Linked DNA regions of Sus scrofa: region 2 is linked to region 1. A link is a contact called in public HiChIP or PLAC-seq data. All regions are on one chromosome and are shown on one strand. The core of a region is the stretch at or near the end of the contact, and the rest is flanking DNA. Distances in the headings are between cores, read along the strand shown.

What was found. HiChIP or PLAC-seq counts read pairs in DNA pulled down with a chosen protein or histone mark.
Region 2: an H3K27ac HiChIP or PLAC-seq map of alveolar macrophages shows a contact between it and region 1. The contact joins the promoter of PGLS here to the promoter of FCHO1 in region 1. A contact is called at or near these places in 1 of 5 promoter capture datasets (fetal liver) and 2 of 2 datasets of contacts at active chromatin or transcription factors (alveolar macrophages and skeletal muscle).

Annotation. Positions count from the first base shown.
Region 1 is chr2:59,987,367-59,993,075 of Sscrofa11.1, forward strand. FCHO1 (F-BAR domain only protein 1) reads right to left here and starts at 3,145. Exons shown (of 28, transcript XM_013987487.2): 1 at 3,057-3,145.
Region 2 is chr2:60,195,964-60,201,672 of Sscrofa11.1, forward strand. PGLS (6-phosphogluconolactonase) reads right to left here and starts at 2,074. Exons shown (of 5, transcript XM_021083556.1): 1 at 1,335-2,074. The coding sequence starts at 1,622.

The DNA.
Region 1 (5,709 bases), core at 1,895-4,394:
GGTGGGTACACTGAGGCTGAGTCCCCCTGGTTCAGGCTATTATTACCAAGCAAATAATCTTGACAACAATTGTGAAATAACAGCACCCACAAACTGAGCACCAACCCTGGGCTAAGCATTCCACATCTCAGCATTCTGAGGTGGGCCAGTGATGCCTGCTTCCTGGGGGGAACCCAAGACTCAGCGAGGGGACACCACAGGCCCAAGGCTGCACAGCCTGTGAATGGAAGGACTAAGACTCGAACACAGGGCCGCTTTAGGACTTTTATAGGCCTGAGGCATTTCTGCTTTCATGGGCCCCTTCCTCCACTAAAAACAAAAGAAAATTTAAGCTATATTTTACAACTGTGTTTAGCATAGAAACAAATATATTAATACCATATAGTAAATGTTTTCTTTGACCCCAAAGCTTGCTTTACTTTTTTTTTGTTTTCCTCTTTTGATTTTAAAAGAAATTAAACCACCTTCAGGGACCTTTAAAAGTATTGAGACATGGTGATCACCTGTCTAGTGGTCACTGTGTCTGACGAAGTCATCCTTGCTCAAACCTAGGTCTCCCACCCTCCGTAGCACCAGGGCAAAGCCCAGAGATGGACCTTGACTTGCCCAAGGTCACACAGCAGCTTGTCAGCTGACCCGGATGCCCCCATCCTCTGGCTGCCAGAAATGAGGGACAGAGTCCTTCCCTGGGGTGGGGGGCGGTAGTGGCGTCTAATACAGGCTTGGGGTGCTGCCTGGAGATCCAGCCTCCCAGCACCAATTCCCGAAACCCTGGGGCTTTATGCCAGTCCAGGTCCAGGAACAGACAAAACATGACAGGAACCAAGTCAGCAAAGAAGGCAAGGCTCCCGCTCCTGACCGGTTATCCAGAGCCCCTGACCTCTCACTGGGTGACCTAGGGTTGCCCCTGACCTCTCTGGGCCTCTGGGGTCCTGCAACATAGGATCTGTCATTTGCTCCCCTGGGACTCCAGTTTGCTCACAGTAGGGCCAGTTTGGGGTTTTTCTCTTCATTTCCAGTGACCGGCCTCTTGGCTATGCTGTTTCCAGGACCAGCTCTGTCATGCACTTCCTCCCCTCTAGTGCTGGCCATCCAGGGCTGTGACCATTTACACAATCTGTCTTGATTCTCATAGTGGCACTTGGAGGCAATGTCTCAACTCAGCCATCGCCCTCAAGAAGGCAAGTGAAGCAACAGCCCCGTGTCTCACAGTGACCGGCCATGAATGGCATCTAAGCTCCCGCTCAGGAATTATTCAGTCTTCTCCACTGCTCCCCTCCCTCTCCATCACTTTACTTGGCAAACACCTATTGAGCACCAACTGTGTACCTGAATCCCTAGCTCTGAAGACACCGCAGGCGACACATTTGCAGACCTCCCCTCTCCTACCCCTGCCCCTACCTGTGCCATCTGTGACCCCATTTGTGCTCAGTGACATTGTAATTAGTATTATAATTACAATATGTTAACGATTACAGTATTATAATGATCATGTCTGCATTTACAGCACCCCCACTTTCTGAGTCGCCTCTGACCTTCCAAGGGGGATTCATCCTGTTTCACAGCAGAATACACCAAACTGCAGGTGGCAGAGCCACATGCAGGAGAGATGGATTTGAACCCAGAAGTGGTGGGCTCCCAGCTCCACTACAGGGATGGAGCTCCAGGTGGGAGGCACTGGGGAGAACCAGTCCCAGTGCCTCCCACCTCTTCCTGCTCTGGATCCCGCCCAGGAACTGGCTTGCCCCTGGTGTAGGTGAAGGTATGTGGGTCAAGGTGTGCCCCAGGCAGTCCCGCCGGTGTGACCAGGGAGGCAGAGTCCCTATTCCGATGATGGCAGCTTGGTAAGATGTTTTATTGTCTGGCAGAGCAACCCCTCCAGCAATGCCAGAGTGTGACTATCAACCCATTTGCAGTGCAGTAAACTGAGGCTCAGAGGCCAGCAAGCCATTGCTCTCTCACCTCCAACTCCCAACATCTAAAGCAAAAGAGTGGAGTCACAATTTGACAAAAGATGGGGTGGGTGGGTTTGAGAATCTGTAGAATACAGGCTCCAAGCCTCCAACCCCATTTTCAAATGAAAAAACCAAGGCTCAGGAAGGTCTGTCACCTGCCCAAGGTCACTAGAGAGGCAAGTCCATCCAAAGCCATGTCCTGGTCCCCACTGCGGCTGGGGCGGGCGAATTCTGGGATATGAGGCAGATGGAGGGGCTGCCCACCCCCTAACCCTCCTCCGCACCCCACTTGCATTCAGCCTCCAGCAAGATCCTGATTTACCTCGATTTATTTTAATCTCTGGGAACAGATGCTGGCTGCCTACCCCCCCCCCCAAACCGACTGAAGCAGGGACCACCCCCAAGTCCACGCTTCAGGACCTTCCAGGCATGGCCTGGCCTGTGGCTACCAGGTAAAGGACCCCACACTGACCCCTCCCCAAAATTCCAGCCTTGAGGTTCCTGCAGAAGATGCTAGTGAAACGCCACCCCGCCCCCGACCCGCCCCATCCTTGTGGTAGGGGGCTGGAAAAGGACACTCAAGAGGAGGGGCCAGGGGACCCCTTGCTTTTTGGCCAGGCCTAGATAGGGGTTCATAGCAGAGAAAAGGAGGAAGGGGTTCCTCATCTCTTTACCCAGGGGTCTGCAGACCGGTGCTGAGAAGAAGGAATTTGGGGGTGGTCTCCATTTCGGTTGTCCTGGTCCTAAGCTGGAGAGAGAGAGGCATCCCCATTTTGCAGCCCCGGAACCTAGACCTAGATCCAGGCTTAGAATAAAGGGATTTGGGGAGGGGTCTTGCTTTATAGCTGCCCGGATGCACGCTCCAGTTCTAGGCCAGGAGATGGAAGGTTTGGGAGCGGCCTCTATCTCCCTCCGCGGACCCCCGATTATGGCCCGGGGTAGGACCGGGTGCCCACAGCGCAGCCCCCCACCCCCTGTTCGCCATCCCTCACGCCCAGCCGCGCCTTTGACCTCCGGGACCCGCAGGGCCGCCAGACACGATGCGCCTGGGGTACTGCGCATCCAAGAGGGTTTCGGGGGTGTCTCCCGGGCAGCACTCACCTCCCGAACTCGGGCCGAGCCCCGCGCCCGCGGCCACCTGCGGCTCGGTCGCTGACACCCGAGCCTGCCCCGCCCCTCCCTCCGCGGCTGCGGCGCGGCCACAGGATGGCTCCGCCCCTGGGGCGTGGTCGAGAGAGTCCCCACCCCCACGGCGGCCTGGGAGGCAGGGGCGGGTTCTGAGTGCTCGCGGCCAGCCATTGGGCCATTTAGGCGGCCAGCTCCTTCAGCCCAGTGCACTGATTGGCTGAGTCAGAGAAGCGGCTCTTTTTTTAATCTATCCCCCACAACCACCCGCAATTATTTGCATAATTTAAAGCGATAAGTCCTGCTCCGTCCACCTGACACCGGGTGGGAAGGGTGACTACAGTTTATTGAGTGTGCCAAACACTAAGAAGGACTCCTTTGACTCCCTCCTAAAAGTCTGTGAGCAGGACATTATTGATTTTCATTTTACAGATGGGGAAACTGAGGCTCAGAGAAGACTCCAGTAGGCCACACAGCAAGTACACAGCCTTCTGAGGCTGAATGCTCAGGATCTGGCCCCAGGGGTGGGGAGACCATCCTTTTTTTTTTTTTTTTTTTGGTCTTTTCTAGGGCCGCACCCGCAGCATATGGAGGTTCCCAGGCTAGGGGTCCAATCAGAGCTGTAGCCACCATCCTACGCCAGAGCCACAGCAACTCCAGATCCGAGCCCTGTCTGTGACCTACACCACAGCTCACTGAGCAAGGCCAGGGATCGAACCCACAACCTCATGGTTCCTAGTCGGATTCGTTAACCACTGAGCCACCATGGGAACTCCCGGGGAGAACCATCCTTAACAATGTTGTTAACATCACAAATCTGAAAGGCTCAGGTGCCTTGCCTTCAACTGAGTTCTCATAAAATGAGATTTATACAGTGCCTGTCTCCATCCACCCTCCACTTGGATACCGAGCTGATCTGACTGCCTCCAGGCCTGTCCTCCACCAACTTCCTCAGCTTAGAAAGGCGTCTCAGGAACCTGGCCAGAGGCCTGGAATTCCCGAGGAGTCTCCTCTTCCTTTCATCATCCACGTTGGTCCTGCTAGCCCTGTGACTCTGAAACACCCCAAATTTACTCATTTTTCTGTAACCTGTAGTGACCTGAGCCCAGGCCTAGTCATCTCCAGTCTTGACGCTGCCCGGGCTTCCTACTTGGACCTCTGGTTGCCTCCACCTCTGCCCCAGACAATCCATGTTCCCCATGGCAACTACAGGGTTTTTTAAAAGTAAACTTAAAAATTTTTTTTTTTTTTAGGGCTGCACCTGTGGCACATGGACGTTCCCAGGCTAGGGGTCAAATAGGAGCTGCAGCCTAAACCGCAGCCACAGCAATGCCAGATCCCAACCACATCTGCAACCTATGCTGCAGCTTGTAGCATCAGGTTCTTGACCCACTGAGCCACAACGGAAAATCCTAAAAAGTTTTTTTATTAAAGTATAGTTGATTAACAGTGTTCTGTCAATTTCTGCTGTACATCAAAGTGACGCAGTGTATGTATATATTCATATATATTCTTTTACCCATATTATCTTCCATATGTTCTATCCCAAGAGATTGGATAGTTCCCTGTGTTGTTCAGCAGGACCTCATTACCTATCTATTCCAAAGGTAATAGTTTGCATCTACTAACTCCAAACTCCCAGTCGATCCCACTCCCCTCCTACCCCCCCCCCCGCTTTGGCCGCCACAAGTCTGTTCTCTTATGTCTGTGAGTCTATTTCTGTTCTGTAGATAGGTTCATTTGTGCCATATTTAAGATTCCACGTATGTGATATCATACAGTATTAGTCTTTCTCTTTTTGATTTACTTCACTTCATATGAGAATCTCTGGTTGCATCTATGTTACTGCAAATGGCATTATTTCATTCTTTTATGGCTGAGTAGTACTCCATTGTGTATGTGTATCACATCTTTATTCATCTGCCAATGAACTTTTAGGTTATTTCCATGTCTTGGCTGTTGTGGATAGTGCTGCTGAGAACATAGAGGTGCATGTTTTTTTCCTTTCTTTTTTTTTTTTTAGGGCCAGACGTGTGGCATTTGGAGGTTCCCAGCTAAGGGTCTAATCGGAGCTGTAGCTGCCTGCCTACACCACAGCAACGCCAGATCTGAGCCTCGTTTGCGACCTACACCACCCTCATGGCAATGTTGGATCCTTAACCACTGAGCGAGGCCAAGGATTGAACCCGCAACCTCAGGGTTCCTAGTCAGATTCATTTCCACTGCGCCACAACAGGAACTCCACATGTATCTTTTTGAATAAAAGTTTTGCCTGGATACATGCCCAGGAGTAGGATTGCTGGATCATATGATAGTTCTATATTTAGTTTTCTGAGCAACCTCCATACTGTTTTCCACAGTGGTTGTACCAATAAAAATAAACTTTTAATTTTAGAATAGTTTTCCATTTACAGAATTATTGAGAAGATAATACAGCAAGTTCCTGTGTATCCCACACTCAATTTCCCTTATTATTAACATCTTATGTTAGTATGGTCCATTTGTCACAATTAGTATACTAATACTGAGACATTAATTAAAATATATACATTGTTCATATTTTTCTCAGTTTCTCTTCATGTTCTTTTTTTGTCCCAAGATCCCATCCAGGATCATCTTGTCATCATGT
Region 2 (5,709 bases), core at 824-3,323, 210 kb after region 1:
GGCCCCAAGTCAAAGACAACCAGCCATGGAGTCATCAGCTTCACAAGCTGCATGGAGACCATCAAGAATTCATCCAGGTTAGAGATGGGGAAACGGAGGCCAGTTCCACATGTGAACTGGAGTTTGGCACTTGTCACCTTCCTCTAAGGAATTAAATCATAAGCCACTGCAGCTGCTGACCAGAAGCACCCCTTGAGCAGAGCTCAGTGTGGAGACCAGGAGTGAGGCACCCTGTACTCTTGAAAAACTGGTCTTCAGGGAGTTAAAAATCTTTAGAAGATTTCACGAGCCCAAGCATCTCCTCATATCTAGAAAAAAACTAAAATCCTTCATGAGGACTGATGTCTGTGACTAGCAGTAACCTTCAGGAGACCAGCAGCAAACTTCTATAAAATGAGTTATGGCTATATGCACCTCCCCTTTCAACTTTATGACATATCTTGATAGTCCCCCTCTCCTCTTTGGCACAGTATTTCAGAGCTGTCTGAAATACTGCCTCCTGAGCTATAGTTAAGTGGACAAAAGATATCACAGTTATCTGGTAGTGCAGCCACTCCCAAGGGTGAGCTGGTGAACCCTAAGGGAACTCAGGAAAGAAAGAAAGCAGACTGGCCCACAGCTGAGGTGCCTATCAACGGAGTGATTCCAGTAAAGCCACACACTGACTTCTTCCCATAGAAACTGGTCTTCTGTAAATCAGGTTTCCGTGTAAATCTTTTGTTCTTACTACCAGACCTTTGTTGAAAATTCTCCTATATACCCTAGCGACCTGCCCCTCCCAGCCCCGCCTCCTTGGAGGTTGCTCAGGGCTACCTGAGATGCTGTCTCCCAGGCTTAGGTCCTAATTTTGTTTTTTGCCCCCAATAAAACTTAACTCAGCTTTCAGGTTGTGCATTTTTTTCAAAGTGGACACATACCAGATCCCTCCTGCCTGGCTCTTCTTTCAATGCTTTTGCACGCTACAAGGCTGCTGGCGCCAGAACTTCTTTAGGACCCTGCAATGGAGCACTCTGTTTCACCTCCACGCTTTTGCCCATGCCATTCCCTCTGGCCGGCTACCAGATAAAGCATCAAGGGGCTTAAAGGTCTCCACTGCTCCGCCCAGAGGGCAGTGGAGGTGCCGTCCAGATGGGACCTTGAGGAACCCAGATGACAGTTCCCAGCTCAAGTCCAGACAGAGGCGGGGCACAGTGTGACCCTGCATGACCTCCGTGGCCGGTTTCAGGCGGTGGGCGCAGCCAGCTTGAAATGACCCCCAGGGGCCCCCGTAGCTGCGTTCGTAGGACGGGGGCGGCCCTCTTAACGTGACCCCCAGCGGCCCCCGTAGCTCTCACCCGGTAGAGCCCGTACGTGCTCTCGGCGTGCTCGAAGGGCACCAGGCGCTCGTCGCAGAAGCCCAGAGTCCAGCGCGCGAGGTTGGCGGCCCCGGCCGGGGCAGCGGAGGCGGGCAGCTCGCGGGCCAGCATGGAGACAAGGCTACCGCCTGACAGGCCAAGCGCGAAGCGGCCGCGGGCCCCCGCCAGGCAGCACGCTGCCTGCTGCGCTACCAGTTGCGCCAGCGACGCGCCCAGCTCCTGCGGGCTCGAGAAAACCGAGATGAGGCCGGGGGCCGGCGCGGCCATGGCGGCGGCGGCGGCGGCGGCAGCAGGGAGGCGGAAACCCTCCCGGCAGCCACCAGTGCGTCTGCGCAAAGGCCAGTTCTGCCACACAGCGCTCCCGGCCTTTGGGCGGCTGTCTTAGGCACATGCGCAGTCCCACGAGTGAAGTCCTGGCAGGCCGTGCAGTCTGTCTGGCTGCGCTTCTTTCACTCTGCAGGGTGTTTAAGCTCTATCTTGGGCTGCAGCAGGCTCGCAGTGCGCTCAACTTCCCAGTGTCAGGAGGCGGGGCCGCAGAGGGGAATTCAGAGCATCCAGGCTCCTAGAAGGGGACCTGGGGTGTGATGGAGTGGAGGGAGGAGATGGGAGATTTCCCGGAGGAAGGTGTATTTTTGGTGGACGTTGAAATTCCTGAACCTTCTAACGTGTTTATCTTGGTGTGTGTTGTCTCTCTCTCTCTTTAAAATATAAGCTTGATCCATGAGACGCGTGGTCAATCCCTGGCCTCTCTCAGTGGGTTAAGGATCTGGCGTTGCTGTGAGTTGCGGTGTAGGTCGCAGATGCGGCTCAGATCCCTCCTTGCTGTGGCTCTGGCGTAGGCCGGGGACTACAGCTCGGATTCGATGCCTAGCCCGGGAACCTACATATGCCGCTGGTGCGGCCCTAAAAGCCAAAAAAAAAAAAAAAAAAAAAAAAAAAATATATATATATATATATGTATGCATGTATGCTTGATGAGGCGAGGGATATTTGTTTTGTTCACTGAGTCCTTGAAAGCTCTCTGAACTCAGTTAACAGAATGAAAATAGACTTGTTGAATTTCTCCTGCATATTCTCCCTGGAGACCTCTTTGTGTCTCTGAGGACTCAGAAGCCTCCATCCTGGCTCTGGCCTGGAGAAGTTCCGGAACTGCGGCAAGTGGACCTTGGTTAATAAGATAGAGTATGCAGGGGATAACATGGGCAAGGAGGGCTGGAAGGGGCAGGAGGCCTGGTGGGCCAGGGCAGCCTGACCACATATCAAAGCCAGGGAGTTTAGGAGTGTGTAAGTGCAATGAGATTTGCATGGGTAGTGCATCTTTAAAAGCAGTAGCAAATTAAAACAATTCTATTTACAGCAGCATCAAAGAGAGTACTTAATAAATTTAGCAGAAGAGGTGCAAGACTTGTACCCTGAAAATCAAAACTTTGCTGAAAAAGTTTTTTAAATGATCTAATTAAATGAAAACATATCCCATGTTCACAGATTGGAAGATTTCATAATGTTAAGACAGCAACCCTCCCCAGATTGGCCTATAGCTACAGCACGATCCCTATCAAAATTCCGAGAGACTTTTTTGTAGAAAATGACAAGCTTATCCTAAAATTCATATGGAATTGCAAGGGACCCCAGAATAGCCAAGCCAATCTTGAACTAAATTAGGGGACTCAAACATCTTGATTTCAAGATTACTACAAAGGGAGTTCCCATTGTGGCACAGTGGAACAAATCCAACCAGGGACCATGAGGTTGAGGGTTCAATCCCTGGCCTCGCTCAGTGGGTTAAGGATACAGCGTTGCCCTGAGCTGTGGTATAGGATCCTGCGTTGCTTTGGGTGTGGCATAGGCTGGCAGCTATAGCTCCAATTCGACCCCTAGCCTAGGAACCTCCACATGCCATGGTTACGGCCCTAAAAAGCAAAAAACGAACAAACAAAACACTACAAAGCTACAGTCATCAGTGTGGTATTGGCATAAGAATAGACAACTATATCAGTGGGATAGAGCTGTGATATAAAAGCAGCAAACCATATGTCCATCATCAATGGATCTTCAACAAGGGTGCCAGGACCATTCAAGGGGAAAAAGAATAATCTTTTCAACAAGTGGTAAAGTAGTGGGACAACTAGACTGTCACTTGGAAAAGAATGAAGTTGAACCTCATAGTAGGCGAAATGATGGGCCTGAAATTTGTCCACTTCCTAACTCCTGAAACCTGTGAATGTTAGATCACTTGGCAAGGGGAATTAAGGTTGCAGATAGAATTAGGTTGCTAATCAACTGTCCTTAAAGGAGATTACTTGGGTGGACACAGTGTAATCACAAGGGTCACTAAAAGTGGAAGGAGGACCAGAGAACTGACAGCATGAAACAGACTCAACCCACTGTTGCTGGCTTTGAAGACGGAGGAAGAGGCTATGAGCCAAAGAAGATGGGCAGTATCTAAACACTGGAAAAGGAAAAGGAATGGGTTCTCTCAGAAGCTCCACAGGGAATGTGGCCCTACCAAACCTTGATTTTAGCCAAGTAAAATCCATTTCTGACTTCTTAACCTCCAGGAACTATAAAATAATTGGTGTTATTTTAAACCACTAAGTATGTGGCGATTTGTTACAGCAGCACTAGAAAACTAATACAGATCCCTACCTCACACCATATATAAAAATTAAAATTGATCAAAGACCTAAACGTCAGAGCTAAAACTAAAAAAATTTCTTACAAGAAAACAAATGAGTAAATCTTTATGACCTCGGGTTAGACAATGACTCCAAAAGCAAGAGCAACAAAAGACAGGTAAACTGGTTTCATCAAAATGAAAAACTCTTGTCTTTCAAAAGATACCAAGAAAGGATACCAGGACAGTGAAAAGACAACGCATAGGATGGGAGAAATTTGAAATCATCCATCTTATAATATTTGAGTGTACTGAATATGTTAAGAACTCTTACAACTCTAAAAAGAGAACCCAGGAGTTCCTGTCGTGGCACAGCAGAAACAAATCCGACTAGGAACCATGAGGTTGTGGGTTCAATCCCTGGCCTTGCTCAGTGGATTAAGGATCCTGCATTGCCATGAGCTGTGGTGTAGGTCGCAGATGCAGCTTAGATCTGATGTTTCTGTGGCTGTGGTGTAGGCCAGCAGCTGTAGCTCTGATTCAACCCCTAGCCTGGGACCCTCCATATGCTATGGGTGAAGTCCTAAAAAAGCAAAAACAAACAAAAAAACCCAAAAACAACAACAACAAAAAATACAAGATACTACTCCATACCCACTAGAATGTCTCCAATAAAAAAATAAGTGCTGACGAGGTTGTGGGAAATCGGAACATTCAACCACCGCTGCTGGTGGGAATAAAAAACAGTGCAGTCACCTTGGAAATCAGCCTGGCAGTTCCTCAACAGTTTAAACATAGAGTGTGTTTAACCATAGTGTGACCTAGGAGTTCCCGTTGTGGCTCAGTGGTTAATGAATCCGACTAGGAACCATGAGGTTGCAGGTTCGATTCCTGGTTTCGCTCTGTGGGTTAAGGATCTGGCATTGCCATGACCTTTGGTATAGGTTGCAGACACAGCTTGGATCCCGCATTGCTGTGGCTCTGGCGTAGGCTGGCAGCTACAGCTCCAATTAGACCCCTAGCCTGGGAACCTCCATGTGCTGCGGGAGCGGCCCAAGAAATGGCAAAAAGACAAAAGAAAAACCCATAGTGTGACCTAGCATTTCCACACCTAGGTTTATACTAAAAATTAAGGACAAATATTCACACAAAACCTTTTTCATAAATGGTCATAGCAGCATTACTTACAATTGCCAAAAAGTGGAAATAACTCAATGTCTACCAACTGGTGAACAATTAAACAAAACATGATCTATCCATATAATAGTATGTTATTTGGCCATAAAAAGGAATGAATGAATGAATCTTAAAACCATGACAAGTAAAAGTAGCCTTGGAGTTCCCACTGTGGCTCAGCAGTAACAAACTTGACTAGTATCCATAAGGACACGGGTTTGATCCCTGGCCACAGTGGGTTAAGGATCTGGCCTTATGAGCTGTCATGTAGGTCACAGATGCCACTCAGATCCTGCATTGCTGTGGCTGTGCTACAGTTTCAACTGGCCCCCTAGCCTGGGAACTTCCATATGCACAGGTGCAGCCCTGAAAAAGCAGAAAAAGAAGAAGAAGCCATACATGCAAGGCCACATATTCTATGCTTCCATTTCTATGAAATGTCTAGAACAAGTAAATCCATAGAGACAGAATATAGCAGTTTCCAGAGGCGGCAGTGGGGGAGTAGGGAGGAGTGTCTTCTAATGAACATGAGGTTTCCTTTTGCGGTGATGAAAATGTTCTGAA